5 separate regions of the Mus musculus genome follow, and all the other regions are linked to region 4. The links are chromatin contacts, called in public Hi-C, HiCAR-type and HiChIP or PLAC-seq maps. All regions are on one chromosome and are shown on one strand. Each heading gives the region's core, a stretch centred on a gene start, on an enhancer-like site or on the middle of the called end of the contact. The rest is flanking DNA. Distances are from core to core; before and after follow the strand shown.

What was found. A called contact is a pair of places that touch in the nucleus more often than the background predicts. HiCAR-type assays count read pairs that join an accessible place to other places. HiChIP or PLAC-seq counts read pairs in DNA pulled down with a chosen protein or histone mark.
Region 1: a HiCAR-type map of fibro-adipogenic progenitors shows a contact between it and region 4, with 5 times the contacts expected there. The contact joins the promoter of Lncbate1 here to the enhancer-like site in region 4. A contact is called at or near these places in 1 of 39 promoter capture datasets (liver), 1 of 15 datasets of contacts at CTCF or cohesin (embryonic stem cells), 3 of 484 Hi-C or Micro-C datasets (the C2C12 cell line, the HL-1 cell line and bone marrow-derived macrophages) and 3 of 115 datasets of contacts at active chromatin or transcription factors (DN3 thymocytes, bone marrow-derived macrophages and fibro-adipogenic progenitors).
Region 2: an H3K27ac HiChIP or PLAC-seq map of embryonic fibroblasts shows a contact between it and region 4, with 5 times the contacts expected there. The contact joins two enhancer-like sites. A contact is called at or near these places in 4 of 115 datasets of contacts at active chromatin or transcription factors (the NIH/3T3 cell line, embryonic basal ganglia, embryonic fibroblasts and 1 more).
Region 3: a Hi-C map of granulocyte-monocyte progenitors shows a contact between it and region 4, with 2.1 times the contacts expected there. The contact joins two enhancer-like sites. A contact is called at or near these places in 1 of 484 Hi-C or Micro-C datasets (granulocyte-monocyte progenitors), 3 of 115 datasets of contacts at active chromatin or transcription factors (embryonic basal ganglia, embryonic stem cells and microglia) and 1 of 9 other capture datasets (embryonic stem cells).
Region 5: a Hi-C map of cerebral cortex shows a contact between it and region 4, with 3 times the contacts expected there. The contact joins the promoter of 4922502B01Rik here to the enhancer-like site in region 4. A contact is called at or near these places in 2 of 39 promoter capture datasets (hippocampal neurons and maxillary cranial neural crest), 5 of 484 Hi-C or Micro-C datasets (cerebral cortex, cortical neurons, muscle stem cells and 2 more) and 5 of 115 datasets of contacts at active chromatin or transcription factors (astrocytes, embryonic basal ganglia, embryonic forebrain and 2 more).

The regions. Positions count from the first base shown.
Region 1 is chr8:108,582,756-108,586,613 of GRCm38.p6, reverse strand. Lncbate1 (brown adipose tissue enriched long non-coding RNA 1) reads left to right here and starts at 1,937. Exons shown (of 2, transcript NR_077224.1): 1 at 1,937-2,458. It also overlaps a transcript of Zfhx3 not described here.
Region 2 is chr8:109,153,372-109,157,122 of GRCm38.p6, reverse strand. All of the region lies in intron 2 of D030068K23Rik (RIKEN cDNA D030068K23 gene), which reads right to left. The region is part of intron 1 of 4922502B01Rik (RIKEN cDNA 4922502B01 gene); the gene reads left to right. Among named protein-coding and RNA genes, the nearest start is that of D030068K23Rik, 80 kb to the right of the region's middle. Within about 2 kb of position 1,417, at least 70 of the 459 cell types and tissues checked have an H3K27ac peak or open chromatin away from gene starts, as enhancers often do. A contact at or near this core is called in embryonic fibroblasts and fibro-adipogenic progenitors, where this site is marked.
Region 3 is chr8:108,386,027-108,390,035 of GRCm38.p6, reverse strand. The region is part of intron 1 of Gm51549 (a long non-coding RNA gene); the gene reads left to right. It also overlaps a transcript of Zfhx3 not described here. Among named protein-coding and RNA genes, the nearest start is that of Gm51549, 6.0 kb to the left of the region's middle. Within about 2 kb of position 2,680, at least 57 of the 459 cell types and tissues checked have an H3K27ac peak or open chromatin away from gene starts, as enhancers often do. A contact at or near this core is called in granulocyte-monocyte progenitors, where this site is marked.
Region 4 is chr8:108,884,499-108,888,539 of GRCm38.p6, reverse strand. All of the region lies in intron 4 of Zfhx3 (zinc finger homeobox 3), which reads right to left. Among named protein-coding and RNA genes, the nearest start is that of Mir3108, 50 kb to the left of the region's middle. Within about 2 kb of position 1,714, at least 188 of the 459 cell types and tissues checked have an H3K27ac peak or open chromatin away from gene starts, as enhancers often do. A contact at or near this core is called in the C2C12 cell line, DN3 thymocytes, the HL-1 cell line and 9 more, where this site is marked.
Region 5 is chr8:109,247,946-109,251,859 of GRCm38.p6, reverse strand. 4922502B01Rik (RIKEN cDNA 4922502B01 gene) reads left to right here and starts at 2,115. Exons shown (of 5, transcript NR_151498.1): 1 at 2,115-3,100. D030068K23Rik (RIKEN cDNA D030068K23 gene) reads right to left here. Exons shown (of 10, transcript NR_126329.1): 9 at 1,937-2,003; 10 at 1-756.

The sequences.
Region 1 (3,858 bases), core at 688-3,187, 300 kb after region 4:
ACTGCTGAGAGCCTTTGGTGGAAGCAAGTCAAGGTGGGAAGGATTTATTTTGGCTCACAGTTCAGAGGGTGTGGTCTTTACCATGGCAGGGAAGGCAAGGCAGATGAGGCAGCAGGAACCTGTGGCATGACTTGCTGACATCGCAGAGGATCAGGAAACAGTGCTCCAGGCAGGAAGTGGAAGCAAGTGTCTTCAAGATTCATCCCCAGCAACCTCCCTCTGCTAGCTAGTCCATAGTCCTAGAGGTTTTTACAATCTTCCAAAACAGTGCTACCCATTGGGGACCAAGAGTTCAAAACAATGAGTGTGAAAGGGAGATTTCATATTTGAATTACAACAATGGGTGTATATGACCAGAGTACAGTATATACATCCATGAATGGAAATATCATATTGAAAATTGTTAGTGTATACAATTAATATATACTAATAAGAAAAGAAACGAAAAAATAAATGGCTTCTGAAAGGTCCCATTGGGGTTGGAGATGCAAGGGTGTCCTATTTTGCAGTCTCCCATAAATTTCCTTTTGCCATTACTGGCTGAACAAGTAGGACTATCTCCCTGAGCTGCTCTGATCTGCTAAGGGGCAGCATGAGCTTCCATGTGATGGACAGGGGAAGCCCACAGGAGGCTGTGTAACATCATCTCTGGCTCCATTATCTCGGAATGGTCTTGAGGTCAAGTTCTGCCCTTGTAACCTACAGTGCTTTTCTTTCCTTTCATGCCTTTGACTGTGGGTATGCAACACTCACTCAGAGAGCATCAGGCGAAACCATTGTGTGACAAATGGGTTTCATGACAAACAGGGGCAGGGAGGACCATTTATGGGATGCCTGTTGATAGGAGATGAGTGTTGGGGATATGGTTTCTGGGAGGCCTCTGTGTGTGGTGGGACCTTTCGTCATCTGTGTGAAGCTGCTGAGAGTGTTAACTTTGGGCTGAAAACAGCCCACATCCAAACACTCCATGTGTGCAGACATAGCTTAGGTGCCACCCAAGGCACACGTGGTGTTTCCTTCCCATGAGGCCATGTGCTTTTGTCAAGCTAGAGTCAGGATGTCCTCATCCTGTCTCTCTGGGGCTCGATGTCTGCTTCTTGGTGTTGCTGAGATCTGGATCGATCTGGATGAGTTTTGAGCAACACTGACCTTGTCCTCAGAGCTGGGAAAAAAGAAGAAGGGGTGCAAAGGACCTCGACAAGAGCATCTAGACCACTGATTCTCAGCCTGAGGGTTACAAACCCTTTTGGGGGGGGTATCAATTAACCCTTTCACAGGGGTTACCTAAGACCACTGGAAAACACAGATATTTCCATTATGACTCACAACAGTAGCAACCTGACTGTTATGTTGTAACAATGAAAATATCTTAATGGAATCACTACAACGTGAGGAACTGTATTAAAGGGTCTCAGCAGTAGGAAGGTTGAGAACCACCAATGTAGATACTCTGACTTGGCCTTAGAAGACGCTGCGGCGGCTGCCTCATTACCCTGGCCTGCTTCCCTGTTCTTAAAGATTTCAGAGTTGAGTTACTGTGAGCAGTTGCTCGCTCAGTCACGCTTTTGGGTGAATTCCCTGTCTGGGAACGTCTCTGAGCCTGTCTCTTTCCATCTGTCCAGAGGTCGCGGCGTTGACAAGGTAGAAGTCACAATGCTTTCAGTTCTGGAAAATCCTGAATTGTCTGTCCCTTTACTGTTTGTTTTTGGAAGTTGTGTTCAGAGCTGCTGAGCTGGGCTCCTCTGTCCCTCAGAACTTGTTCTGACTGGCTTCCAGGGCATGCTTATTCCCCCACCCCCCACCCCCACCCCCAGAAGCACACAGTGGTGATTGGCTAGCACTGACTAGGCGTTTCTTCATCAGTTCACAGGGCGCTACAATCTTGTGTTGCTGCTCTGTCACTCTTTGATACGGTGACCCGGAGCCCTTTAAATGAAAAGCAGTTGCAGAATCGGCAGCAATTTCAAACTTCTGCCAGAACACGCGTCTATAGGGAGCTGGACCTTGGGGATGAGGCCATGTGTCTGGGAAGAGGCCTGGTTTGTGTCCTTGGCTTTGACCACTCTCAGTCTGAAGGCCTTGGCTTCTTGTCTTCCGCAGTAGAACATAGATTCTTTAAGGGGTGGCCAAGCCTTCCTTTAGACTTGACCTGTGCCTTGTTCCATCTGACACGGGAGGGTTTTCCTTTCACCAACTGGTATTTTTATAACCTTTGCCGGGCCAGGCCTAGAAGCAGAGGCCCAAAGTTCCATTTTCAGAGTGACTGAAGGTCAATACCTTGGCAGTGAGGAGCAGCAGCCGTGTAGCTACCAGCAAGGCCTTCACAGATGACAAGAATCCACACTCGGAAAGCTAAGCATAAACAGAAGACACCCAGCAACACACACATACCTTGGCTGTCAACTGCAAGAGAAGGTTGTAGGACCGGAAACATTGACAATGAAATGAAGAATTGAAGGTGAGCCAGTAAAATTCCTGTGTTTATGACCTGCTTTCTTTGAAACCAAGAGGTTCCATGCTGACCCTTGCCCCCAAGGTGTGTGAGTGTGTGTGAGTGTGTGTGTGTGTGTGTGTGTGTGTGGGTGGGTGGGTGTGTGTGGTAGTCAAATGGGCTTAGTCAGAGGGTAGAGTAGGTGCTAAGCCTACAGTGGGGGGTGATGGCTCATTTTCATGAGAAAAGTCTTCCTTCAAATATTTTCCCTGGCATTCCAGGGTGGGTTTTATTTTTCCTTATCCTTCTGGAACATTCTAAACTATCTAGTATCTGTAACTAAAATATAAAATCCATCTGTGAGCGTGAGGAAAGGAGGAGGATTTAATATCTGTGAAATCGTGTTTGGGAGGAAAAAGACTTTAAACTTGAATCTAAAAAAAAAAAAAGTAGAAATAAAAAATACCGTATCTCATTCCTTAATCAAATTCAGAGCGATATTCAACAAGTTTATACTGCCAAGTGTTGATTGATTATCTCCTACCTGTGCTATCAGGAAACAGAGTTGGCAAGCTCAGAGAGTTTACAGAAAACATTGGAAGCAATGCTAAGGCATTCGTGCCATCTCTTACAGTGGATTTTTATAAGAAGAGATGACTTGAGCCGAATTATGCTTCAGAAGGGACATCTATGAGCAACACTGAGGGCACACTGACAGATGGGCTCCTCCCCGTCTTCCTGTTGCTCCTCCCCATCTTCTTATTGCTCCTCCCCTTCTTCCTGTTGCTCCTCCTCCTCCTATACTTGCCATCTCCTCTTCCTCCTCATTTTCCGTTTTTCCTTAGGACAACTTCCTAGACTACAAGATGTGGACAATGTGATCTGCTTAGAGAGTTATTGTAGGATTTCCTGGAATGATATAAAATTGCTCAGTGGAGTACTAGGCATACAACAGGTGCTCAACAAATGCTTTGTGGATAAACAAGCAATTCTCTAGTTTCCAGATAAAGCTTTCTTTTCTTTTCTTTTCTTTTCTTTTCTTTTCTTTTCTTTTCTTTTCTTTTCTTTTCTTTTCTTTTCCTTTCCTTTCCTTTCCTTTCCTTTCTTTTTTCTTTTCTTTTCATTCTTTTCTTTTCTCTCTCTTTTTTCTCCCCTTCCTTCCTTCCTTCCTTCCTTCCTTCCTTCCTTCCTTCCTTCCTTCCTTCCTTCCTTCCTTCCTTCCTTCCTTCCCTCCCTCCCTCCTTCCTTCCTTCCTTTCTCATTTAGAAAAAAAAACACCCAGCCAGGTGGTGGTGGTGCAGGTGCATGCCTTTAGTCCCAGCATTTGGGGAGGCAGAGGCAGGTGGATTTTTTTAGTTCGAGGCCAGCCTGGTCTACAAAGTGAGTTGAGTTCTAGGACAGCCAGGGCTATACAGAGAAACCTTGTC
Region 2 (3,751 bases), core at 168-2,667, 270 kb before region 4:
AACTTATGAAGTTTAAGATTGAATGTATGTATTTGTATATATTTACATATGTACATATGATACATATACATATTAAATAAATACATTTACATCTCACCTAAAACCTAACATATATTTTAATGTATTTGTTTTTATTTAAACAAATCACACTTGTATTAAAATGGATTTTTATATCAAAGTATTCATCTTCTTTGTTCTTTTATCCTTAAAAGTTAGGGTACTAAACGCAATTATAAACAAAGTTATCCGAGGTGATTTAAAGGCCCAGTTGGCAAAATGTCTTATGTTTGATGAACTGCATGCTTTATGTTGTTTAAACCTCGTTCAATTGCTTTGCTAAAAGTAAGTAGCAACTCCGAGCACGCCATCTGGTGAGGGTCTCTCTTTGGACCAAGCCGGAAAAGGAAGTAAAGGAATTTTCATTTATTCCATAGTTGTGGTTGCAAAACTGCAATCACAATATGTTTCTAATGCAATAATATAAGTGGGGCTTCAGAGCTCAGAGACCTCGTGAGATCTGATTCAAAGGTCTGGAATATTTAAGGCCGTATCTCATCACCAGGGGAAGGAAGGCTGTTTCCGTTTCTAGCTTTCCTATGACTTGGAAGAAAGAAATAATAATCCAGGAAATTGAAGTCTATGAGCTGGAAAATATGAATTTGATCTTTTAAAAAGCATTCATTAAAAAAATAATAATAGGTGGTTCCTTAATGATAGACCACGGCCCATCAGAGACGTCTAAGGAGAAGATAATCAGATGGGATCTGATGGCGTCACTGTGTGTGCACATCTCTGCTGATACAAAATGCTGAAACTGGTTCTTCTTCTGTCTTTTCATTTTGTTTTGTTAATAATGATTTTTGTCCAAGCCTTGATCCAGTCCAATGACTAGAGAATGGAACTTCCCCCCAGCTCTCTGGGGACTCCATTCCAGAGACTAATAGATTTCACTGTCAGAAAACATTTCCCGGATTCCGTCTTAAATTTCCGTTACTTAATTTCATCCCAGTACTTAACCATAAAGCCTCTTAACCTACCTTTAAAGTGACTTGACTTCCATGATGTTTACGTCTTTTGAATATTTGTGAAGTGCTGTAACTGGACGTAATAGAAAAAATGAACGAACAACATGTTTTCCTTTAATCTTTCGGTGTAAGTTAAAGTCTGAAGCTTGCCCTACATTTATTTTCTAGTTTGAACATTAGGCAATTTGCTTAACTGAATCAAGTGTGGGGCCACAAACTGGTATTCTCATTGTGATCTCGGCAGTGCTAGTAAAAGAACTTAGCTTCCAGCGATGTGATGCGGAGCTCTTAGATGTACATACTAAAATCTCACTGACTGATCTCACCGAGGACCGTGTTGCGAGACCATACATAATTTGCTGACACTATCATCACGAATCAAGTCCCTTGGCAGTACGACTTGCCAAGCACCGTCTAGGCTGCCAACAGAATGACTGTGTTTCTGTTTATTCTCTCCAGATGTACTTTCTAGCTGCATTTTTCCAGGTTGAATCACATTTCATTTCCTGCCCATATTTCTAACCACTTTAGGTCTCTTTTATGTGCCCTCTCTGGTTTTGTCAACACCATCCGATTCACCATCGTCTGTAAATTAAATTAACATGATGTGTACCCTCTCGTATAAATCATTAATGAAGTTTCTCTACAATTTGGTTTTTTAATCTGATCCTACTTAATGTTTGTCGTCCTCATGTTTTCTTAAGACTATAGCACTTCCGCCATATAATACGTTGTTTTACTTGCGAATGGCAGACTAACACAGATAAAGCTCAGAGCTGCTATTTCCTTCTTGAGTATTAGTGTAAAATTATCTTTATTGTTGAACAAGATGAGGTTTTACTTACAGTCCTCTGTCCCTCATAATTGCTACATTTTTCATCAGTGGTCTCATACCACATGGTGACATAAAATTGTCAAAAGAATCTTCAGGACAAATTTTACTGTGCAGGGAGCTATTTTAATCTTGTATCACAATTTACAGTAATACCATTCTGCCATTAAAAAAAAAGAAAAGAAAAGAAAAAATGTTTTCATTTCAACTATTTGGAATCAGTAAGCTGAATCAAGATGAACGGTTCCTAGAAAATAAGTGTTTCATTGTTTTTTTCATTTATAGCTGCTGTTTCTTTTTATTTTGTCAGTTATTTTTAAATCCTCTGCTATTCTAAAAACTACTTTTAAACTTTAGCCTTGAATTGGGCGTAGTAATACACACCTTCAGTCCTAAACTCAGGAGAAAAAAGCAGGTGGATCTCAAGGCGGGCCTGGTCTACGTAGAGAGTTCCAGATCAGCAGGGCAGCAGGGGCTACAAAGTGAGACACACACACACTCTCTCTCTCTCTCTCTCTCTCTCTCTCTCTCTCTCTCCATATATATATATATACACACACATACATACATATACACATACACATACACACACACACACACACACACACACACACACACACACATATAAATTTGGGGTCTTAATGGGTCAACGTGCTTACCACCAGGCATGATGATCTGACTTTGTTCCCTAGAATTAGAGTTGATTCCTAGAGCTTGTTCTCGAACTTCTACAGGTATCCTGTTGCGTGCACCCTTACACATACATAAAACATACACACGCTAAATATAAAAGGAAAAGATAACACGTATTTTATAAGAAAAGCCTCTTCTTTCCCATAGGGGCAACCCTTGGTATGAGCTTTATGAAATTATAATTTATCCATGTAATCCCACAGCCAGGCAGCAATGCTTCAAACATTGAATATCTTGGATGCTTTGGGTTATTAGTTTCCATTTCATATGAGTTAATTATTTTTTCCCTATGTGTTTTCTATTTTCCTGCATGAACATCTTGCCATCTGTTTCTAATAATCTTGAAATTCTTGTCCTCAGAAGTTCCTCACCTAAATCCCCAGTGTTAGCTCTACATACCAGCGTTTCTTCTCTTAAACCCTTAGCCTTACCATGTGTCTTGGAACTTGAGCTAGGAATTTGAGCTGCCTTTTTCTCATTTGTAGGTAGATACATATTTTAAGAGCATATTAATGGTCTAATTATGGAAAATACATCTGATTGCACTAAGTCAATAAGAGGAACCCTTAACCTAGTTTTTTCAGCCAATTCTCATATTTCATTTTATTTGTTAAAAGGCTAAATATATGGGCACCTAAATATAAAAGTCTACATTTATTTCCTCAAAAAATTAAATACCCCCTATTTTTAGGTTATCAAATCTGTATTTGCATAGTCCCTTTGCTGTTACTATTTCAATTTATTTTCTATTTCTCATTTCCAGATGCATGCAGCAATCTAACACATTTCTGTTTTTAAGTCAAAGCTTATCTTGGTTTTCACCATTGAATATGGCTATTATACAATAAAACGCTAACAAAGCTAGGACTCATTTGTATTTTATCAGCTATCTTACCATTGCTTTAAAGGTACATGTGTCAGTAATACACATTTGGAGAAAGAGAGTCATCGCCACATGGTTTGTAGTAGGAAAAAAAAAACCAGAAACAATCAAAATGACGAATTATTAGGGAACTGGATAACTGTAACCTAGCTCAATAGTACATAAAAGTGCTATAAACTTCACTGAAATTGGCAAGTGCCAATTTAGTTTCTCAGTGAGAGTCTCTCTGCCCTCTAAGACCTGAGATTTAAATGTCAAGCAACTTGTGGGTACCCAGTGATACTTTAGTGGCAAGCAGTTATAAAAGACATGTCATTC
Region 3 (4,009 bases), core at 1,431-3,930, 500 kb after region 4:
CTAACAATGCCCTGCAAAGACCATACCAGGTTTTCCATATCAGATAGTAGGATACTAGCATACCAGAACTCTGTAGTATGTGTACATGGGACCAATACATGAGGGTCCCAAATTTGCTTTATAGGAGAGATTTGTTGCCCTAGATTATTTCTAAATAGCATTGTTGCACGGTATCTGCCTTTACTCAGGACTGGGCTATCCAGTCTGTGACACATATCAGTTTCACCTCTTCAGCCTCTGTTTGACCACACCCTCTACTTAAATGGTGAGACTTTACTGAACCAAAGCAACCTAACTACGCAGGGAGCTCTTGACTCTGAGCCCTTGCCTCACCCATCAGGGGGAGGATGGAGGATCTTGGCTCTGTTTTCAGCTGGTAACAGTCTTTCCTGAACTGATCCTAGTGTAAGCTACCAACGTGATGGGTTGCTGGAAAAACAAACAAACAAACAAACAAACAAACAAAACTAATCCTGATGCTGCAGAGATGGCTCACTGGATGAAGTGCTTGCACACAAGCATGAAGAACAGAGTTCAAATCCCTGCTACTCATGTAAAATGCTGGCCATGGTGGCAAAACCTGAAACCCTAATACTGGGGAGGCAGAGAGGCTGGAAGATCCCAGGAATTTCTGGCCAGACAGCCTCAGTGAATCAGTGAGAGACTTTTCCTCAAAAGAGAAGACAGAGAAAGAGGCTGAGCTTTGAGCTGTAGGGGTCATGCACACATACACACACAGATGTGCGTGCGCGCGCACACACACACAGATGTACACACACAGAGATGTGAACACACACATACACACACAGATGTGTGTACACACACAGATGTGTGCACACACATACAACACATACACACACAGATATGTGCATACACACACAGATGTGTGCACACACACACATAATGCCTATGTACATGTGTACACATAACCCCCCAAAGACACAAAGAAAAGGAAAACATTTGAAGAGTGTATCAGTGGATTGATAGAAAAGTTTCTATACTTCTTTTTCAGGGAGGGTCCTGAGCCTCAAACCTTGGACCCCTCAGTACACAGGAAAAGCATGCTAACACAGGCTTATATCTTTATCTCCCGTGAGTGTGTTTCAAAATGCCTACGCTGAGTTTCCTAACTTGCTGAGGATTTCTAACAAAGAGTTCCTTGGACAGAAATGGCCTGTGAGTGTGTTGAGTAGCATGGCTGTAAAATGATTTTCCTTATCTTCTTACAGCTTGCATGACAGCTGGGCAATTTCTTATGCCTTAATTCTTACAAAAGTTTGTAAACCCAGTGTTATAATAGCTTTGTGTAAACATGGATGGGTCTCTCTACAGAACCTCTAAGCTAATCATCAATAGAAACCTAAGACAGAGGACAGTTAGCAGTAATATGAATTACTCAGGCACTGCCTGAGAATTATTCTAGTGGTCTCCCTAAGGTACAGGATGGAAAGAGTTTCGGGGCTGGCTGAAGTGTAAAAGGCAGTAAAAAGATATTTAAGCTCCTTGGGTACTTTCTCTAGCTCTTCCACTGGGGGCCCTGTGTTCCATCCAATAAATGACTGTGAGCATCCACTTCTGTATTTGCCAGGCACTGGCATAGCCTCACACAAGACAGCTATGGAGCAGAAGATGGCCTCGTCGGTCATCATTGGGAAGAGAGGCCCCTATAACTTTATATGCCCCAGTACAGGAGAACGCCAGGGCCAAGAAGTGGAAGTGGGTGAGTAGGGGAGCAGGGCGGGGGAAGGGTATAGGGACAGTATTTGAAATGTAAATAAAGAAAATATCTAATTAAAAAAAAAGATTTTTAAGTTGTATTCCATGAAAAATATTATTAAAGGAATATATAGATGACTAAAACCAACTTGAATCCAAGGGCAGAAACATCAGTGAAGGCTGTGTACAGAATACACACCGCAGTGTGCACACGTACACACTTGTGTGCACTTGCGTTTGAGTCTGAGTGCAGGCACACAGTGCACCTGGTGAGCCAGCTGATTGGCGCCAAGGAAGGAAGGGCGGACAAAAAAAGGTTGAGGGAGCGTTTTCAGAAAAGGGGTCCAATTTATATCCGTTGCCATAATTGGTTTGTTTGTGCAGAGCAGGGCGGGGGTGGGGGGAGAGGGGGCAGCGGGGGAACGTGACGGAGTGAAACACTGGGGGCTTGAGATTCCCCTGCCTCATGAGTTAGAGAGAAATTGTTAGTAACCAAGATGGTCCCGCAGGGGTTCATTAAGTGACTGGCCCTCCACAATATCCTGTCATTTCCAACCTGGATACGTCAACATTAGTCAGCTTGGCTGTATGCAATTGTGTGGCTGCCAGGGCGAGTGAAGGCATGGGGCCGCCCCGCTCACTGGTTTTCTCTGCCTGTTTGTTCCTTTTCTTGGGGATACAGTTAAGTTTTCCACGGGAATTAAGATCCCATGCAATTTTTAAAAACAGGCCCCCAAAGCAAAAAAAAAAAAAAAGGTGCTTTCTTTACTGGAAACACAAATTCGCTCTGACATTCAAAAAGCACCGTGGAGTCAAACAATAGCGAATCCGAGAAAGGATTTGAACTGGGAGGGCGGGAGGTGCCCCCGGAAAAGTCAAAGGAAGCCAGGCCAATACAGCCAAACGGGAACTTCTTAAAGCGCCCTGAAAAGGGGAAGCTGGCAACGGTTGTCTCCAGACTGTGAGGCCTGTCAGCTCCCAGGAAACACAGTGGGCGGGGCTTCAAGGCCAAAGCAAGGGACATATGGACAGAGTGCCAAGACTGTCCTGGTGCTGGGGCGATTGTTGCTTTGGATCTCAGGACGGTCTTGTCTAGGCAAAGATGGAAGAAAACCACTTGTACGGAGCTGCATGTGTGTGTGTATATGTGTGTGTGTGTGTGTGTGTGTGTGTGTGTAGGCCAGAGGTTGACAATGGGTGTCTTCTTTAAACCATTTCCCACTTTATTATTATTTTTGCATGTTTTTTTGCATTATTATTTTCATCGTTTGACAGTTTTATATATGTATATGATGAATTTTTTTAGTCATTTGCATCCCGTTCTCCTCCCCTACTCCCTTCCTGTCCCACTGTCACTCCTCTGGCTAAGTCCCTTTCCTCTGCTCATGTTCTCTCTCTGTGGAGACCATGCATTAAATGAATGAGAGATTCTTGCCCGGGCACGAGTGAGGGGCTATTCATTGGAGCAAGATCAGCTTCTCTGTTTGCTACTGAAGAAAATAACTCTTTCCTCGACAACTGATACTGCCAATAGCTGCTAGGAAAGGGGTGAGGCCTTATGTGCCCCTCCCCCTCCTGTGGTGACTTAGGGACAGGTTGTGCAGGTCCCCCCAGTTTCAGTGTATTCACGAGCTATATGGTGACGTCAGGGCAGAAGACATCTTTTGCTGCAAATCTCCCTCTCCTTGGCTTTTACATCCTTTCCACGCCCTCTTCCTCAGTGTCCCCTGAGCCTTGGTGTTGAGTGCTATAGTTGTCCCCAGTGGGGCTGAGCAATCTATCGCTGATGGTCTCACTTTGACCAGGTATAGGTCTCTGTACTAGCCACCTGAGGCTGTAGTGAGGAACTCCTGTGATGACAGCTGGGCACAGCACTAATGACAAATGACCACTGTGGTTGTGGGTGCTCCTACCCGCTTATTTTTTGAGACGGGTTGCAGGGTCTCTCACAGAACCCGGAGCTTACAGAACTGGCGAGACTGGTTGGCCAGCAAGCCTAGACATCCTTCTGTCTCTGCCTCTTCACTGCCTGGACTCTAGCCTTCATCCTACCTCACGTTTACGTATGCGCTGGAGATCTACACACAGGTCTCCCTGCTCCTGCTGGCTGATCTATCTCCCCCACCTTTGGGCAGAGTTCTAAAAATAAAGTCTCTTAGTGAATCCCACAAACTCAGATCTTAAAACAAACCAACCAAACCAAACCAACCAACCGACCAACCAACCAACCAACCAACCAACCAACCAAAAGAACAAAATAAGGGGGAGAGGTAAGTGCCGTGCCTCAGTGGGA
Region 4 (4,041 bases), core at 465-2,964:
CGCATTACATGTGCCGCTGCCGGTCTGTAATAAGGAGGCGTGGGGCTGAGGTCCATTAGAGAAGGAAGAGCAGGCCACTGAGGAAGAAACACTCTGGAGATAGGGAAGACGGCAGGGAGATGAAGCCTTTAATAAAATCAGGCAAATTGTAATTTATTCTGCAGAGAGAGAGAGAGAGAGAGAGAGAGAGAGAGAGAGAGAGAGAGAGAGAGAGGGAGGAGGGAATTACAGGTTCCAAGGCTGGTCTGGAAACCAAGGGAAGGTTTCCCTTTGAGAAAGCAAGCCTTAAAGTCTGTTTGAGTTCAGGCAAGAGGAATATGGAGCCCAGAGCTCCAGCCAGAGAAACTGGGGGTGTCGGGGGTTCGGTGCACCATAGCTCTCTGATTACACCAGCAAGTTCAAAGAGGGCTGGCAGATTTTTCTCACTGTGATAGGAGACAGGGACGGCAATCGCAGCCCAGTTCATGCTGGCCTCGGACTGGAGAACGGAGGGAGCATCTCCTTCGTTTGGTCACAAGTGCCACCTTTCCCCACAGGAGGAACTTAACTGCTAATTTGTTGTGGCTGTCTTGCAGAGTCCAGGCTAGCCCAGAACCCCATCTGTAGCTGAGGCGGTCCATGGACTCTGGATTCCCCAGTTTATACCTCTCAGCTCCTAGGATCACAGGCATGTTTAGGATTTTGCTTTTTACCTGTTGAAAACTATTAGAAAACTAATAAACAAACAAACAAACAAACAAACAGGGGGAAAGCCCTAGAAAAAAAACATATCAGGACTCATCAGAAGTCAGAGGTCAGTCGCCCGCTGTTACCAAAAGGCTCCATGTTTAGACTGCTATCAGAAAGCCGTGGTGTTAATTAAACGATGTCATGAAGTCACTTTGGCTCCCTGTATGGGCCAGCACTCCAGCAGCACAACTTTGGCTTCTCTGAAGGCAAAGACACTGATGCGACCGTGTATGGGCAACTCACGCCAGAAGCGGTGCCCGGCTGCCATGCCTTTGCTGTGCAAACAAGAGAAAGCTGGCAGGCCTGGCACAGCACCTGCACTTCAGTCAGACCACAAAAGTCAGCAGCACTGCACCGCTGCTCATAGCTGAGCAGGAGGGACTATTCAAAGGGTCCTACAAAACCCGGCGGCTTCGGGGTGGGGGTGGGTGGGTGGTGGTGAGCAGCTTCCGGTTACCAGGGTAAAAGTAGTACGTCTCCACTGACACCGGGGCCACATGCAGCTAGCTTATACCACAGCGTCTTTTAACGAGGGGGGACTTGCAGAGCACACATCCCTACAGATGTCTAATTCACCTGCAAGCCCCACCCTGATGCTTTTATGCCCCTTGGAAGGGGAGCTGCCCAGGCATCTGGGTGGAGTTCAGGTTCACAATCCCTGGGAAGGCCCAGATGTCTTATGAGTCCCAAGCGTAGGGGAAGCTGTACTATGGCTCCTGCCCCAATCTCCCATAATACTCAGGAAGCTGGGACCCCATGGGTAACTGGTTTCTGCTCTGAGACACATAGTAGGGACAGGAAGGTGGTCACTCTTTGCCGGGCTGTACTAAATGAACAGCTGGGGCCATCTTCGTCCCCTGTGATGTACACTTTGCTGGGTGAGTGAGGTTTGGCTCACAGAAAGCAGCCGGGCAGACTGGCTAGCTTTCACTTTCTATCGCCCATCAAAAAAGAATCCAGTCACCGGCTTTTCCCTCTGGGCCTGCCAGAAGGGAGAACTCCACGCTGACACCTGCAGGCGAAGATGCAGAATGCACCTCCTCAGGCGCGCATGGATGGTGCCCCTCTCCACCTAGACTCCCCAGCCTGCTGGAAACACACTTCCACTCTTGGTCCAACACCAGAGAGAAAAGATGGCCAGCCAAAGCTGACTAAATGGCCTGATAGGCACGCCCCGCACTTGGCCAACTTCTTAGTCATTTCTGACAAAGCTAGAGAAAGAAAACTTTAGCGACTGCTCATCAGCTGCCAAGACGTGCTTATCCAAAACACCAGGCTAGCCCAATGACATTTTAGGCCTTTACAGACCAACAACCCCATTTTGACTTTTCATGGACAAGCTAGTTCTTTAGGTAATCTGGATAATAGGATTTTTTTAAAAAGTAAACAGTAAAAGAAAAAAAAAATCTTTGGAAGTTGCCAAAGGCAGAGGAAAGTTTTGCTACCATCCTGTCTTGGATGTGGAATGTGGTGGGGGTTGGGGTAACTTCACTTAATGCTCCCCCTAGCCCCTAAACTCCTACGGCGAGACTGACCAACACCAGGATCAGACATGGAAGAAATCATTTTAGATCAAGTCCAGAACCCAAATTCAAACCCTACGAAGCTGACTCCAGGCCTTGTTTATCCTTCCTTCCTTCACGGACAGAAGGTTAATACGAGAGCAACTCCTTGGCAGACCTTTCTGGGTAGCTGGAGCGACACTGATTCGAATCAATGTTCCTTTTGTGAACGCATTACTTGGCAGAAACTGGCTTTCTGAAACCCCCTTAAACACAGCCGGCGAGACAAAAAGAAGGGGGGAAGTGTCCTTCAAACAAAGGGATGAGGTGAAAATAGAGAGTCGACGGCGCTTCGTTCTTTTTCATAGAAGCAAATGGATCTAGGGCTTTCATACATTAATCAATCAATATCACTGACTGTACATCAGCAGGGTAGCCAAGTTATGAACGACCTTTCTGGCCAAGAGGACACTTTTAATGCTCATAAGACTGCTCATAGGCTTAGCGGCTTCCCGAATTTGTGCCTGCATGATTACCCCTTGGAGGCGAGCGGTCGGCCGTTAGCACTGCGCTAAATATGGCAAGGTTAGTCGTGTCCAATTTGCACACAGAGGAGGAGAGACTTGGACCGGGCCACCCAGTTTACGCTTGAGTTGCTGCAACCTGGGTGACACGGAGGGAGCTGGCCTAGCTTTCCTCGGGAAGGAAGAGCCTGCCAGGCCTCCTGTGTGGTTCCAGGCTAATCTAAACAAGGAGCTTGTAGGAGACTAGGCTGGATTGCTAGGCTTAGCTAACGTCCTGTCAGGTCCTGTGCCCTCTGTGCTGGCAGACAGCCGCACTGACCACAGTGGGCACTCCCAGGCCTCTCCCTAGACTCTAGGTCAGCCCCAAGACTCCTCCCCATCCTCCCTGCTCTCCTCCCAAAAGAGGGTCAAACTTCCACCTCTCTGAGGTGTTTTTTTTTTCCCCCTTCCCGGTAGGGACCCACAAAAGGGCATCTTACACTAATCCACAAACACCCAACCTGAAGAAACAAACTTGGCCCAGCCAACCAACCCAGCATTATGCTCATGCCTACAAGGCAGAACAGGTCCCTCAATTCTACTCTGAGGGGGTGGAAATGGGCAAAGGGCGAGTGGGCGAGCCCTGGTTTGTATTTCTATGACAACAATGTAGTATCAGAGAAGTCACATGGGGCAGGACAAAACCCCAGCCCCTCCCCATCTACATTTTCCTCTTCCAGGCTTCTAGCTCCTCAGCTGTACCAACAGTGCCTGCAGAGGCCTGGTGGCCTCCACACGTGGCCCCTCCTTTCCCTGTCACCCAGAGTGAGAAACAATCCCTTTGAAGAATTTTAAATATCGCTTTAACTGCCTATAAATTACCACAGAAGCAGCCACAGGCAATGGGGTGCTGAGCTCTATCATGCTGGGAAAATTTAAGGTAAGAAGGGCTGACACTACTAGAAAATGTAATTTCTGTTTTGAACCAATGGAACACAGGTCCATGCTAGCTGTTCCCACTGGGGCAGTGTCATCCAGCCTTTCCCATTCTGTCAGATACTGATCTGTGCATGCCTTTCTTTTCCTCTGCAGAGCTGACAATCTGATGACTTAACAGTGATTAACCGCACCCCCAACCTTCCAGGTTTTCATTATTTAGAAAAGTAACTTCTGCCTCCTTTAAAACTTTGTGTGTGTGCATGCATGTTTGTGTGTGTTTGTATATGTGTATCTGTGAGTGTGCATATGCATGTTTGTGTGTTTGTATATGTGTATCTGTGTGTGTGTGCACATGCATGTTTGTGTGT
Region 5 (3,914 bases), core at 866-3,365, 360 kb before region 4:
GTGTTTGATTATTTGACAAAATCTATAATGGCTCCATATACTGTACAGGATGAGGCAGTGCCACGCTGACTTCTATCGCTCTACTCCAATAAGCAGACAACGTTCCCTCAGCAGTTGCTAGTTTTGCTGCGGGCTTTCCCTGCCCCCCCTGCACCAGTGCGGAAGGCAGAGTGTGCCAAGCGGCTGGCGTCTGTACCCTGTGGGAAAAGTTAACTGTAATTCTTCGGCTTTTAAAATCAATTAACCCGTGTGTTAATTAACGTCAAGTCGACGGGAGGAGGAGAAGAAGGGGAGGGCGGGAGAAAAGAAAAAAAAGCTGCAAGGGCGGATGGCAGAAGAGTTGGCACGGTGCCATCCATTCAGGGGCAACGCCACAGTTTCGTGTGATAGCAGCAGCGGGTATATGTTACCGGGCCCTGTATGCGGGCCAGACAGTGCGGTAAAGCCAAGGGAGATTATCCAGACCCCCAGGAGCGAACAGCAAGCAGCAACGCAAGGCGCAAGTGCCAGGATTACAGCCCAGGCTGCTCCAACTATGAGCCCTTCCTTGGACCCTGGGAATCGGCTACTTGGGGTTTTGGGGTCTTCCACACCAAAGAAGCACAAAGCTGACTTTAATCACTTTTTTCATTTAAACTTGATTCTGCCGCAGTGGAAGAGCCAGCACGGCGGATGTTTTCACACCCAGCAAGACAAAGGCCGTTGTCTCCGCCATGACACCATTCCGTTCCAAGCAGAGGCCGGGGTCCTGGACATCTTGAAAAATCAAAAAGAAACAAGGAAAACAAACAACAGATACAGCGACAGTCAGAGAAAATCATCAACCACCCAAACTGTTTGTCCGTTGCCCATGCCAAGGGTGATGTGGGCATCTGTTGCAGCAGAAGGCACTTGTGTGGGCTATTTTTGTTTTTTCATTAATTTTTTTTTGAGAGGGCAAGCTACTGGCTTATTTGCTACTCAACTTCGTTTATAATTAACTTAAAAAAACAACAACAACAACACACCGTTCAGCCAAGTCAACAACAAAGAGGAAAGGCAGACATCGGAAGAGAAATGCCTGAGGAATCGGCATGAATGCATGCCACAGCCGGTACCACTTGCCATTCGGAAAACCTCAGGGAAAGATGCCAATTTTATAGCTCCGAAGAAGGCAGAGAAGGAAACATAAAGGTCTACAGATAGAAATTCTAAGGAAGGAATACTGCTTTCCCAATCCTGGATGGAAATGGCACACAGCCTCTGCTGAGAGAAAAGAGGGAATGTTTAAAAGGAGCTATCTAGATGGGTAGACGTGAAAACAGGCAACCATCGAGTGCATATAGAGATGTGTGTAAGGCTCTGCGTGTATACAAATACACAGACTCTCTGACAAACTGAATGCTTAGCTATGTATATATTTTCATGCTATAGGTATGGGTACGTATATAGGTGTATATGGTTTGCACTTACACGTGTGTGGGGTGGTGTATGCATGTCTGAGAAGTGGGAGAGGATGGCAGAGGAAAGACTGGGAGATCTGAGTATGTACTTGTATGTGTGTGTGTATGCATCCCACTCTCTAACCCAGGTACACACAGAAGACAAAATAAAAATCATACTGGAGCAGCAAGCAGGCAGCCAGAGATTTATCTACATTCGCTGCTATCACCGGGGAGATGAATGGGGTCGTCTGAAGCCCCTTTACAAGATCCACTATGGGAGTGGAGGAGGAGGAGGAGGAGGAGGAGGAGGAGGAGGAGGAGGGATGCCACACACACAAGTACAAACTTGAAGGCAGAGAGATTTGGAAGGGGCTACCAGGCAAACCCTGGTGGCATGATGCTGAGGAGCAGAAGGGAAAAGAGCCTTGTCTCTATGTTTTAGGTGCTTAAGGAAAAAAAAAAAAAAAAAAGACATCCTGCAAAAGGGTCTGAGGGAAGCGGCTGGTACTCACGGTTTCTGCGTTGCTGTGAATCCTGAAGGTGTTCTGTTGGCACCGGGCGCTGAGCCAGGGGCAGGCGCTGGAAACAAAAGGGAGACACACACACAAAAATTAAAGTCAATTCAATGGGAATATTAATTGCTGCTCTTGTGGATTTTACAAAACACACAAACTGTTTTCATTTTTGTTCTTTTTCTTTTTTTTTTTTTCTTTTAATTGTGGATTGGCGCGTGCCCCTTTCGCATGGAATATACAAGTAGTTTGGGATTTACAGTCCAGTTACGGGACTCAGGATTAACTGCGCTGGCATCTTTTGGGCATATCCTTCCTTTTAATGAATAAGCTTTCGCTGTTAATGAGGAATAATCGTTTGGCTAATGAGCTTTGAAACATTAAGAGAAAAGAGGTTTTTTCCCCCCGTTAATCGCTCTGGTGCGACTGCATGGATGGATTACAAAAGACAGCACTAGTGCAGTACAAAGGTTGGGGGAGCTCCTTGGGAGTGGGAGAAGCACCGAGTGGGAGATGTGCCCCTGCATCTCTTCTTCCTTCTCTCTTTCCCCTCTCTCTGCCAACTGCTATGGGTTTCCATAACTCCGCAATCGAAGTGGATGGTCGGGAAGGATTATTATACAGAGTAAAGCCTCCGCTGTTAATGTCTCCAGTGTTTAATCATCATACAGTAGGATGGTTTTATGCATATTTCATTTGCATATCATTAAACTACGTTAGCGAGGGGGCACCCAGAGCCGAGAGGAGCACAAAGTTGGGAAGACAGGGAAGGAAAAAGAGATTCCCTATGATGCTTATCTTCAAACGGGGGCTTGTTCCTTCCATGATGTGTCTTCTGCCTTTCTAAAATCATTATGACTTGGAAACCTTTGAAGTTGGATACAACCTTGGATTCCTCTAATTCCTGCAGAGCGGTATATTTTTAAGATCGGCAGCAATGTCCCTGCACTAGACAATTAAAGGAATATAAACTCCAGTGGGCTGAGACTAGTAGCTCTTTGGGGAACACAGTGGCAGGAGCTTCTACAAATACCAACACTTAAAAAAAATCATAATAAAGAACGTCATACCAAAAACAAAGAAAGAAGACAAGAGATTTTAACATGTGGATTATATTTGTTTTGTTTGGGGGGTAATAAGCTAAAGAGAGTGAAGAAGTCATTGGTAATTTATCCCCTCATTAATGAAGTCACCCTTTTTATTTGTGTTTGTTTTTGTCCTTTAATTGTGAAGACCGGTGCTGTCGCAGTTTTGAAGAGGTTAACCAGTTATTGTGTAGCTCTGATCTTTCCCCCACCCCACACCTGACAGAAAAGAAAGGTGGTGGTTCGGGGAGTTGTGAGTACTGGGGATGTCTGGGGGGAAGTGGGAAATACAGTGAGTTCTTTGTGGATCTTATACATGCTCAACATATTAATTGAGGGCTTTTAAAGTTCCCTCAATAGGCTATTTCATTCTTGGTAAACCAGCAGCTGGTTAGCCACTGTTGGTGACTCTTCAAATATCACTTTAACGATTTTTTATTCTGTTGCCGTCCATTTTTGTTTTGTCCGTAGCCAAGAAGGAGAATGTAATACCGCTCTTTCTTTACCATGCCCCTTCCGTCTTCTTCGTGTCCTATTTTCGAACTGTGAAACGGTGTTGGTTTAATATTGAATCCTGGTGCACGGCATAACTGCACAACTTGATTTGGAAATGAGACACTGGCTTATATTTAAATTATCTCCACTCCTCCCTTATCCTCCAAAGCTTTGTCTCTGCTATGAATATTCAGATGAGACATGATGTGATTACACTGTACAATTACTCCTATCCACAGTGGTGGCAGGCGCTGCTGGGGAGAAAGAGCCTCCAAGCTAGTGTGGAGTTTTGTTTTCGGTATTTTTTTTCTCCTATCTCCTGGCACCTCGGCACATGCAGATGTCGCTGTTGTTCTTTATAAAGCTCTAATGACATGCAAAGGCATAACGACTTGGTT